Regions from separate parts of the Rattus norvegicus genome. Here regions 1 and 2 are each linked to region 3. Evidence: chromatin contacts called from public Hi-C data. All regions are on one chromosome and are shown on one strand. Each heading gives the region's core, a stretch centred on a gene start, on an enhancer-like site or on the middle of the called end of the contact. The rest is flanking DNA. Distances are from core to core; before and after follow the strand shown. Region 1 overlaps Itga9 (integrin subunit alpha 9). Region 2 overlaps Itga9 (integrin subunit alpha 9). Region 3 overlaps Itga9 (integrin subunit alpha 9).

What was found. A called contact is a pair of places that touch in the nucleus more often than the background predicts.
Region 1: a contact with region 3 is called in a Hi-C map of liver, with 5 times the contacts expected there. The contact joins two enhancer-like sites. A contact is called at or near these places in 3 of 12 Hi-C or Micro-C datasets (hepatocytes and liver).
Region 2: a contact with region 3 is called in a Hi-C map of liver, with 2.2 times the contacts expected there. The contact joins two enhancer-like sites. A contact is called at or near these places in 2 of 12 Hi-C or Micro-C datasets (hepatocytes and liver).

Annotation. Positions count from the first base shown.
Region 1 is chr8:127,322,975-127,326,577 of GRCr8, forward strand. All of the region lies in intron 15 of Itga9 (integrin subunit alpha 9), which reads left to right. Among named protein-coding and RNA genes, the nearest start is that of Trnaa-ggc2, 66 kb to the left of the region's middle. Within about 2 kb of position 1,852, at least 23 of the 93 cell types and tissues checked have an H3K27ac peak or open chromatin away from gene starts, as enhancers often do. A contact at or near this core is called in hepatocytes and liver, where this site is marked.
Region 2 is chr8:127,280,566-127,284,146 of GRCr8, forward strand. The region is part of intron 15 of Itga9 (integrin subunit alpha 9); the gene reads left to right. Among named protein-coding and RNA genes, the nearest start is that of Trnaa-ggc2, 24 kb to the left of the region's middle. Within about 2 kb of position 1,511, at least 6 of the 93 cell types and tissues checked have an H3K27ac peak or open chromatin away from gene starts, as enhancers often do. A contact at or near this core is called in liver, where this site is marked.
Region 3 is chr8:127,450,929-127,454,424 of GRCr8, forward strand. The region is part of intron 23 of Itga9 (integrin subunit alpha 9); the gene reads left to right. Among named protein-coding and RNA genes, the nearest start is that of Ctdspl, 68 kb to the right of the region's middle. Within about 2 kb of position 1,898, at least 3 of the 93 cell types and tissues checked have an H3K27ac peak or open chromatin away from gene starts, as enhancers often do. A contact at or near this core is called in hepatocytes and liver, where this site is marked.

The DNA of each region.
Region 1 (3,603 bases), core at 602-3,101, 130 kb before region 3:
TTGTTGTATCACTTAGCATGTTTGGCACCATATATGGGACATCAGACGATATGACATCATATGAGGGGAGGCAGCATATTTATCGTTCTGCATTTCAATGTTAACGACCAAAACCCAAGCCTCTGTTAACTTGCACTAATAATTCCTAGACCAAAATTCATCTCTATGTTCCAGAGTAGACCCTAGGCCATGGTGTGTCTTTGAGACTCTCAGGACAGAGAGCCCCAAGAAGTGCCCTCTAGGGATAAGCTTGTGTCCCTTGCTGAGAACTCAGGGAGCTGCTCTAAAAAAGTGAAGTACCAAGTCTCAACTTCAGGACCGGGTTCCAAGGCTTTTGATCCTGTTTTTCTTTCTGAAAGACAAATGCAGTTTTATATTGTGGTACTTGACGTTTCACTTCAAGGGGCAGTTCTCGATGAATCGGTGCCGGAAAGACAGTTTCTGAGGGCTGTATACTTTGTGATGGACATTAAAGTACCCATCTGTGTGCCCATCGTCCATCCATCTGTGCTTGTGCCCGTCCACATTCTCATCCATTAATCCTCCAGTCGCTAGTTCCTGCAAGGTATCCAGCACTGTTTGCCTGAAGTTTCCATGATGACGCCTAGCAGTGATGGTGACCCTGTACTAAGAGCCTGTGGTTCATCAGTGCTACTCCAGTTTTCGAAGCAGCTTTGGGAGCAAGACTAGTGACCTCCACCTCACAATGGGACAGAGGAGCGAGCAGAGGCTCATGCACCGTATCTGAGGTCACCTTGACAGACCAGAAGGCCAAAATCAAACTTGGAGCTCTCAGGCTCCTGAGAGCTGAGTGCACAAACAAATCAGTTTTGGGCATCCGGCTCCTGGCTCGCTCCTCCTTCACAGTTGCAATCTGACTCCATGTCAGACTACGGTGGCCTCCCAGGCACACATAGACAGTCCAGGGATACAGTCAGGCATGTATATATGGATGTCTAGTCAAGAGGCATCCACTCATCCCTGGAAGCTGTAGGTGCTCTCCTTCACTTTTGAGGAGGCCATCGTTTTATGAGCCTTGCTTTTTGGCTAGACAGGTCCTGTGAGCCAGGGCCTGTCCTCAGGCCACTTGGGCCCCTGTTCTCCTGACTTGCTGAGTGATGACAGAGGACAGGAAGATGGGAGGAAGATGTTTCAGGGCTGGGTGGAGGATTAGGGTGGAGTCCAGCTGTGTGTGTGTGTGTGTGTGTGTGTGTGTGTGTGTGTGTGTGTGTGCCGCCAACAGGAAGGAGGGCTGGGTTCTCTTTTGCCAACTGGTTCCCAGTATTTCAGGGTTCATTCTGAAAACGCATTGTTACAGTGTGTGCTTGTCATCGATCTGGACTATTGAGCTGTGACCACACCAGCTCAGTTCTGCTTAGAACTATGATGTGACCAGCAGCCAGGATCCGTTCCAAGAGATACCCACCCTGTTCTTTGGCATTGGTCTGGGGCTGGGAAGCTCTTCTGGGTCTGTTTCCAAGTACAGCTGTCCTCCTTACAGGTGGGCGGGCCCTAGAAGGCCACTGGTGGAGAGGCAATGTGGTATGGGACAGTGCTGACCTGAAGGAACTGTCCTGCCCTGGCCCCCAAATCCTGGCCTTTGTGGGATCTGAGCTCTACAAAGTGACAGAATTGTGATTCCGGACAGATCCACTCTCTTCCCAGCCCGCCTTTCCTCTCCTACCTCTGCATTCTGTCTGTGCTAAAATGAAAGCCATTGTTTATTTAAAAGGACCACTTGCCTAATGCCCCTGGAATTTATTTTTTGGAGCTTTTTCCATGGTAATCATCAGTTCAGACTTTGGCTGTCGCTGGGCGGTTATGTAACCAGGGATGGAATGATTCCCACCGGCATGCACAGACTCCAGTGCACAGGACTCCTAGCCGTGCCTGAGAGGGAGCTAGTATACTCCTGGCTGTGTATTCAACCTGCTTCTATGTCCTGCTGGGGGTGAAGAGGTGCAGAGGGGAGGGGGAGGAGGTATGGGGGGAGAGGGAAGGTAGGAATAGCCCATAGAGAAAGTTGGCAAGCAGCTAGAATTGAGTCAGGAGGATAATTTCTTCACGGGGGCCTGTCTTGGATTTGCTGTAGAACTGCTCCATTCTCCTAAGCCATAGACCCTGGGGTTTAGACATCCCTTTGTATAAATCCTATGCCTTCTACCCCCATCTGCACTTTAGCAAAAATCCTGCATATAATTGTTTGAGCCCTGGCAGGATCCTGAAAAACGTTCCTGGCCCTTTCCTCTCTGCTGGCCTCTGTCCTGTGTCACCAGGTGCCTGCTCTCCCCAGCACTATTGACCTCAGAACCACCTTTTGCCAGACTCCAATCCTGAAGTTCCTTGACTTAGTCTCTGGAACCTTGTCTGGGTCCAAGGCGAGCTGCTTTGTCAGGTATGAACAAAGGGAAGCTCAAGGTTTAACTTGTCTTAGACCCTAAAAGGAGGAGTAAGCACAGAGGGGTTTGAAACCCTGACTTAGTCATGGATGGATTGGGGTGGGCTGCAGAGACGGCTCCCTTTGTGGCTCCTATCTTACATCCTCGTGCTGGGAGATGATACATTTATTCTGGCTTGTATCCTTCCTCTCTATGCAACCGAAGATGTATCTTTTCTCCATTGTTCCTCTGCTCACTGTGCTAGTTAATTAGCAATAAAGCAACTTTGTATTTACCCATTTAGCTCCAGAGTGGCTGGTAGAACAAGCCGAGGTGTTGATATGTCAGTCAAGCAGGGCTATTCCTCACTGGAAGTCGCTTACTCCACAGGGGACTTGGGGACTCTGTATACTTCCATTGCTAGCTCTACCATTCACTCCAGGCTTCCAGTCTTTGGCTCCCTGGGGACAGAGGGAAGGCATGCTTCTCTAGACATGATCCATACGCCTTCCACTCTCTCTCCGTCAAGGACGATTTCATCACAGCTGGCCTCAAGAGAGCCTGGAAAATTTGGCTCAAGCTGGACAGCCAGCTCATTCATATAGCGCCATGGTACTGGGCTAGGAGATGAAGAACAGATATCCTTGCAAGATGACAGGGAAGCAGGATTGGCCAGACCTCGGCAATAGAGCCTGTGTGGAACAGTGAGGGGAAATAGGTCTCTAGTAGGCAGACGAGTGGGTAACGCTGTCTCGGAGGGATGGAGCTTCCAAGAAGGGAGAAGATATGAAACAGAAATGTTCAGTCTGGCCACTGGCCCCTGCAGCCTGGTGCTAGAGAACTTTGTCATGAATGCAGGAACCTACAGGAAAAGGTGGCTAATGATGCTGTGTCCTTTCTGCTGATCCCAGGGAGGGGTAGTTCAGGAAAATGCTGATGTGTCTAACACCTGATGGGATCTGCCCATCAGTTCCCAAGTACAAAGTTCATCTCAGGAAGATTCAGAGGGGGAAATACATACCCAGTGGCCAGGAAGAAGCAGGAAGTCTGACATCCCAACCCACTGTCTTGGTGGGAAGGATGTGCTTGCCCTGATAAAGTTCCCTTTGCTCTCTTTGGTCTCAGATTTGTTACTCTGGGCATGTGATGCCAAGAAGGACTGAAAGCTGGCATGACTCAGAAATTCCCAGAAATGGGAGCCAGTAAAAGCAAGACGGGGGCTGTA
Region 2 (3,581 bases), core at 261-2,760, 170 kb before region 3:
AAAAACTATTAGTTCGTTTTGATACAATCTTACTCTGTTGCCCAGCCTGGGTTGAAACTCACAGGTCTCCCGGGCTTGCCTCAAACTCAGCCCTTCTTGCTCAGCCTCCCAAGTGCCAGGATTACTGCCTGCCATGCCACTTATCTGAAAATTCACCTTTAGCTTGGCATCCCAAGGGCCTGTCTGGTGAGCCCCACGAGGGACTTCCGGTGACCTCCCCAGCAGGGCTTCTCAGTTAAAACATAGCTGATCAGAGCAGAAACTGAGGTCTGGTCAGAACAGTTTGCAGGCTGAGCACGGGCCTCCTGTGTGTGGATATTTGGGGTTTTCAGGGAGAGAAAGCAGACCCTCTTTAGGGGATTGGCACCTTATAGTTACTGTTTGGCTGTTATCATTCGGACAGATGAGGCGGTAAAATATACCGGAGAGAGAGAGACGTAATTCCAAGAACTGTTCAAGGCAGGGAATTAAGCTGTCTTCTACAGTTACTACCTGGACCCGGACAGAGGACCTGGGCAAATGGAGGGTTATTTGAGTGAGACGAAATGTTAAGGAGCTAGCTAGCTGTCCCCGTTGTGGCACAGCTGGTCCAGGAGCTCACAGCCATAGCCCGGTGGCCTACAGGGGTTGTGGGAAAACAGCTGTGGAGGCTGTGGCTTACTCGAGGGTCGAGATAGGGCAGCAGGAATGGGGGAGGGGATGTGGCAGTGATCGCTTCCCAGCCCTGGAGGCATAGACTGGAACCTGAGAGTCAGGGCTAAAGGACCATGACTCAGTCTCTGCAGAGAGGCCTGGCTCTCAGCTCGGCAGACAAGTCATGGAAGATAAATGCAAACGTCCCATCTTATCGAGCGCCATATGGCCGGCAGACAGGCCGGCACTGCGGCCACGCGTGCTTTGTTTAGGTTATCTTTAGGCATTTTTCTTTCTGTCTCTAAGCCTGTTCAGTACTCTCTTGTTTTCTTTTCTGCTTTCTCCCACTAAGCCTTTGCTCCATATATGGTGATATTCTCGCTGTGGTGACCGGCTTGGACCAATACCTGTCTCCTGAGTGCTACCTTGCTCTGCTCGTGAAGGGACCTCCGGGGAGGTTCCACTTTTGCAGCAAGACACACCCTGTTCTTGAGGCAGTGCTGAAGCTGTTCCAGTGGCTTCCTTGATTGTTCCCCAGATGTCGTGCACCCCACTTATCTTTCCCCTTTCCCTCAAACCGGTCTAGCTTTGGAGGTAGCTGCCTTCTCTCTGAGGAACCTGGCTCCGCCCTCTTGCACAGAGGCCCTTGGGCTCCTGCTGCTTTTCTCCAGCCCTGCATTTATGCTAGGTGCTGTTCTTGTGTCTGCCTCGAGCCGTGCACCTCCCGCCCCCTCTTTCTTCTGAAGGTCGCACCCCCTAAATGCTTGCTTTCATAGTTTCTCTTTAAACCAGATGACTGTCAGCGCATTTGTAGAGTAAGAGGGCAGCACCCTTGTGTAAACAGAAAAACTGATCATTGCCTGACCCAGAAGGCGACTCTGCAAAAACAAAATCCGTGAAGTCGGAACGCCGCCATGGAATTCTGGTCAGTTCCTAGTCTCTGCACGTGCCTACCCACGCTGTGGGTTGAAAGGGGAAATTACCAGACCCAGAGAGAAGTGAAAACATTAGGATACCGCAGCGGTGTGCTCTCTTTAATGCTGTTGGAAGGATGAGTGGCGGGTAACTTTTTTAAACTGATGGTCCTTCTATAGAGCCATGCCAAGTGTCATTGATAGCTCACACATGAGCCCACATGCCAGCCTTCGCCGTATTCTGCGTAATGTGCCTCTTCCCTCCCCCATCTGCTGAATGTCTCTGACTGTCCCCGAGGGTTCGGTCCCTTCACAGGCCAGCTCCAGTCATGGTCCCAGGCCCTAAGGACCCTCCCTCACCTTCGGTTCTACCTTCTGGAAATGGTTTCCCAGCAGACTCCTGCTTTGGGATGGTAAGCTCAGAATAAATACCTGGTATGTGGAACCATGTTGGAATGGCCAATTGGACTGACTAGACCCCGGGATCACAAGGAACATCTTCTGTACCTAGAATGGAGCTCGTATTTCTGAGAAACCAGTGCACGGTGTTGGGAGAAGGTGGGCAGGAGAGCTTGAGACAGGAACAAATGTCCTGTGACAGACGGTGTCACCCAGACCAGCCGTGACTACTCCACGTCAGGCAGTACCCGGGAAAGCTTGTCCTTAACCTTGCATTAGATGGAGTGTGGGACAGGACAGTGAACAGGCTCTAGGAACCAGGAAGGAACCATGCTGAGTGAACCATGGGGATGGGGGGAATCCTACACACGAGGCCTGCCCCTCCCTCCTTCCTGTGAGGGTCAGTAATGCCCCCTAGAAGCCCTCAGTAACCCCTGAGGGCTGGCGAGAGGCTCAGCAGGTAAAGGCCATTGCCACGGAGCCTGACAATTGGAGCTGGATCCCTTGGGTCCCTGTGGTGAAAACCTCTAACTTCTGGGATTGTTCTCTAATGCAGTGTTCACATGTATCATGCATGACACCCACCCACCCACACACCCCCACACATACACACACGAATGTAAAAGGAAAAAAGTTTGTTGACCAGAACTGAGCTACTGATCAGCCCAAGAGCCTATCACAGCTGTTAATGTTAAAGCAGGCATAGGAAAACCCACAAGAACAGGACTCTGAGTGCTTGGACCATTCTGGGAAGTCATAGATCTCCTTGAAATGGCTCTAATATGTTTCATGGGGGAACTCGCAAGAGGACTTCAATCGAGTTTCTGTGGCCCCTACTTGTAGGAACAGGTGCCCTGCTGGCCTGGCAGGGTCTTGTAGTGGTCAATGCCATCCTGGACTGAGATCACACCTTGGGCTCTGTCCGGGTGTCTGGGTCTGCTCCCATTCTCACATCCCATAAAGCACCTCCAGCCCTCAGCTCAGTAACGTTCTGTGTGTCTGCAGAACAGCCATGGGGTGATGGGTCTCAGGTTTGGAAGTGCTCCCACACTTATACGCGAGAGTGCACACACATACACACAAACAAACAAACACACACAGGCACACATATAAACACTTATATACACTCACATACACACTCATATACATATACACGCATGCACATATACATATGCACACAGTCATATATATAAACTTATATATACTCACACTCACATACATATTCACACACTCTACATAGACACATACACACATATACATACACACACACATACACACATACACCCTCACATACACATACACACACTCACATACACATACACACACTCACACATGCACACACATACACAGATATGCACATATTCACATACACACACATTCACTCACACTCACGTACACAACACTCACATACTCTACACACAGGCACACAAAAACACACTCACATACTCCTACGCTCACATAGCATTCACACTCACACATGTCCATACTACACCCCTCACATACACATACACACTCAACATTTACACAGTCACACACACACGTACACACACACATACACTCTCGCGTACTTGTTAAGAAGCAAATAGTCAAGGAAAGGACATTCATTTGCAGTGAAGATACGTGAGAAATAAGAGG
Region 3 (3,496 bases), core at 648-3,147:
TGAGCCATTGCCTAATCATTCTCACCCCGTTCTTTTACACAGAACAATAAGAGCTATTTTCTCTCTTTCCTTTCCTGGGGCATTGCCTTCGTTTTCTCCGTGGGCTCCAAAAAGGATAAAAATTCAAAACTAGCCAGCATACGCTGTAATGTTTGCTCAGTCTCTCCCATAAGGAGTCATTGCCTTGGCGGTGAGAACCTGTTTCGTAGTTGGAGAACTTCCTCTGGCCATGATTGCTTCTCTATGTAATTCCAAGACACTCTTGAGGGTCTCTGTAGAAAGATCAAACAGGAGGCTCCAGTGATAGACCTTTGTGATTCCAGCGCTAGGGAGGCAAAGACAGGAAGATCTCTGGGGTGTGCTAGCCAGCCAGTCTAGCCTAACTGGATAGTTCCAGATTTAGTAAGAGACGGTATCTCAAGAAAATATGGTAGAGAATGATTGAGGAAGATACATAACATCAACCTCAAGCCTACATGGGAACACACACAGACACACACACACACACACACACACACACACACACACACACACACATAAATACACCACACACACCACAAACATATACACTCACATACACACATACCCACACACCAAAAAACACACCCACATACACCCACACACATACAGCTACACATGTACACATACACAAGCTAGAAGATTGTATTGGCTCAACCACAAGGTCTAAAAACCTCCATACATGCCCCAAACCTTCTGGCCATGTTGTTCACTAACCCACCCCCAACCTCCCTCTAATTTGATGCCTTTCAGCCACTGACCCTTTAAGGACTGCCACCGTGTGCTTCCCTGGCCCCTTTCCTTGCTCACAGCTTCTTCTCCTTTCCCGCCCATCCCCCCATATCCACTTCCCAGCCCCTCTCTTCCATCATGCCTTCCTGGGGTTCCCGTAGATGATGCTTCAGAATGTAGGCCCAAGTCCAGAGCCTGCCTTCTCAGGGAGTCTGCCCAGGCCACCAGCCCCAAGTCTGTGAACCCCACTCTTGGTTCCATTTCACTGTGGCATTTCCTTCCCAGCTTTGTCACTCACTAATGTCACTATACTTGATGTCTGTCACCTTCTCTCAGGAGAGCCAAATGTCATGAGAGCCAAGGACACGGCCCTGATTTCTGTATATGTCCAATTCAGTGCCTGGGCGGAAGGATGAGCTAGGAGAAATAAAAATTCCACTGCCTACATCAGCTACACCACCGCCAGATATAATTTCTCTGCCATGGGCTTGGGAGGTAAATCCTTAGCAATCGATAAACTCTGTGATGTATCTAGAGGGGGCTCCATGTGTCCAAAAAGATCTGAAAATTTGTAGTCACTGGGAATCCCAAATAGAGCCATTTTTGGAAACGCCACTCACCCTCCAGCAGAAGTTGCCTTCATTTCAATCTGAGAATCAAAGGGAAGGTGATATTTTCAAATCAGATACAACCACTCACGTTGTCAAAAGCATCAGTGAGAAAGCTTAAAGTCCACAAATTTTGGGATCGATAGTTATGGAATCTATTTTCTCCTAGCCCAACCCCTTACGTACCAACTGATCTTGTCAGTAGCTTTAAACCACTCCCTTTTTCTTCTTTATGTACATGTGTAGATATGAGTCACATATTAAAGTTTCAGAAATAGATCAGGAGAAGGTTTTCCTTTTCCTCAGGAAGGGCCAAACACTTTATAAAGAGGGGAAATGTTTGACCAGATTCTGCAGCAGTAGTCAGAGGGAGATTATTGACTTCTGGAGTGATAGTTGCATTTCTGGGCACGTGAACTACGCATGCTCGTCCAGAGGGCAAAACTGTGTGTCCCCGAGATGTGTCTGTGCACCGTTCATATGCTCTGGAAGGTAGGGACAAGCTGGCCAGGGCTCCATGGACATCATACAAGCCAGAGGCTGACCTTTGAACTGTGTGGACATTGAGAATAAATCAAACCAGCAGTGCCATCTCCTTGCTGGCCGAGGGTGAGCATTCTTATCTCGGAGCCTGAACGTACCGTGTCCCAGCTGTTGGGACTCCCCGTCACCCCTGGGTGGGCTGGTTGGAATGCCGAGACTTAAATGTGTGGTGTTTTCTGGCCCCCAACATGAATAGGCCTTAACAATGAGGGCTAACCGGTCAGTTTCCCTTCAGCCCTTCAACCAAACGCGACCACCGGCCTCACTGGTGCAGGCATAATGGGATGTTAAAGAGCCCATAACGGAAACTTCGCTGAGGATAAACAGAGCTCATCAGCCACAGCCGAGAAACACATGGTTCTCATTTAACCTGCTGAGGCCAAACCAAGTGTGCCTCAGAAACATAAAAATGGGGACCGGCTTTCTCACGTGTACCCCAAAATTCCTTCTGACCATAAGTCATGGCCTTGGCATTACTAGCCCCTAAGAAGTCGTTTGGTCTCCCTGGCCATCGGGGGTCCTACCCTTTACAAACTCTTCTTAAATTTCCTAAACACGAGCCCTGAGGCACACTTCAGACTTCCCTGAGGTCCTTGAAACCTGAGACCCAGTGAATCCGTTACCAGCTTCACTTTCCGCTGCTCTGGGGTGCACGCACCTCCAAAAGGCGGTCCAAGAGGTTAGATAGAGTGTGGAGGGTAGAGATGGCATCCAAAGGGTTACAGACCTTTTGATAGAAGGAGGATCCTCAAATAATATGCGCAGCGTGAACTCTGCAAAGCTGGGTGGACGCAAACTTCACTCTTCACCGTAGAGGGATCGAAGAGCCGAAACTGGAATCTGAACAAACTAATACAATCCCAAGGTCTGTGCTGTGTCCCAGTGGGTGGGGGTGGGGTGTCGTGACGGGTTCATTCATTATCCAAGTCAGTAGACCATCCCGCTTCCAAAGTGTCTGGCCATCTGTGGAAGGCGAGCATCTCGGGCCTGCATGTCAAGTGCTCAGATAACGTATTTACGCCTCCGTCTCTCACGGCGACGATCCAGCCACATCTGGAAATTCTTCGCTGTCACTTCATCTCCGAAAGTACTTCCCTTCTGTATCACTTCAGCTCCAGGAAAAGCCATCCATGCTTGTGAAATGGGCCTCTCCGGGGCCCGCCTTTCTCTGATTACATGGAAATGAGTACTCTTTTATGGGGAGCCTGGTGTGGCCTGCACTCCTGACTCCCCTGACTCCCCGGTATATCGGCTGCTTACCCCCAAAGAGGAGAAAAGGGGCTCAGGACCAAGGGGGGAAGCCTTGCATCGGCCATCCCTAGAGCTGGTGGGAATACATGCATCTCCCTATAGCATAAGAGTTAGCAGGCTCACGGGAGGCGGGCTCACAGGATGCTGCACCCTGTGCTTCCTGGAGTGTCGGTATCAAGGTTTCTTTTCTCCTCTGTCTCATCTTTGGTCCCAGTGACCCCCTGGCCTTTCAGACAGAGCACAGCTCTTCCTCAGTGTGACGAGAAGCGGCTGAGGAGAAATGTTTTCTTTAGGAGATAGTCTTCAATTAGAAAGAAGACATCTAAGCCAAAGTTATGACACGT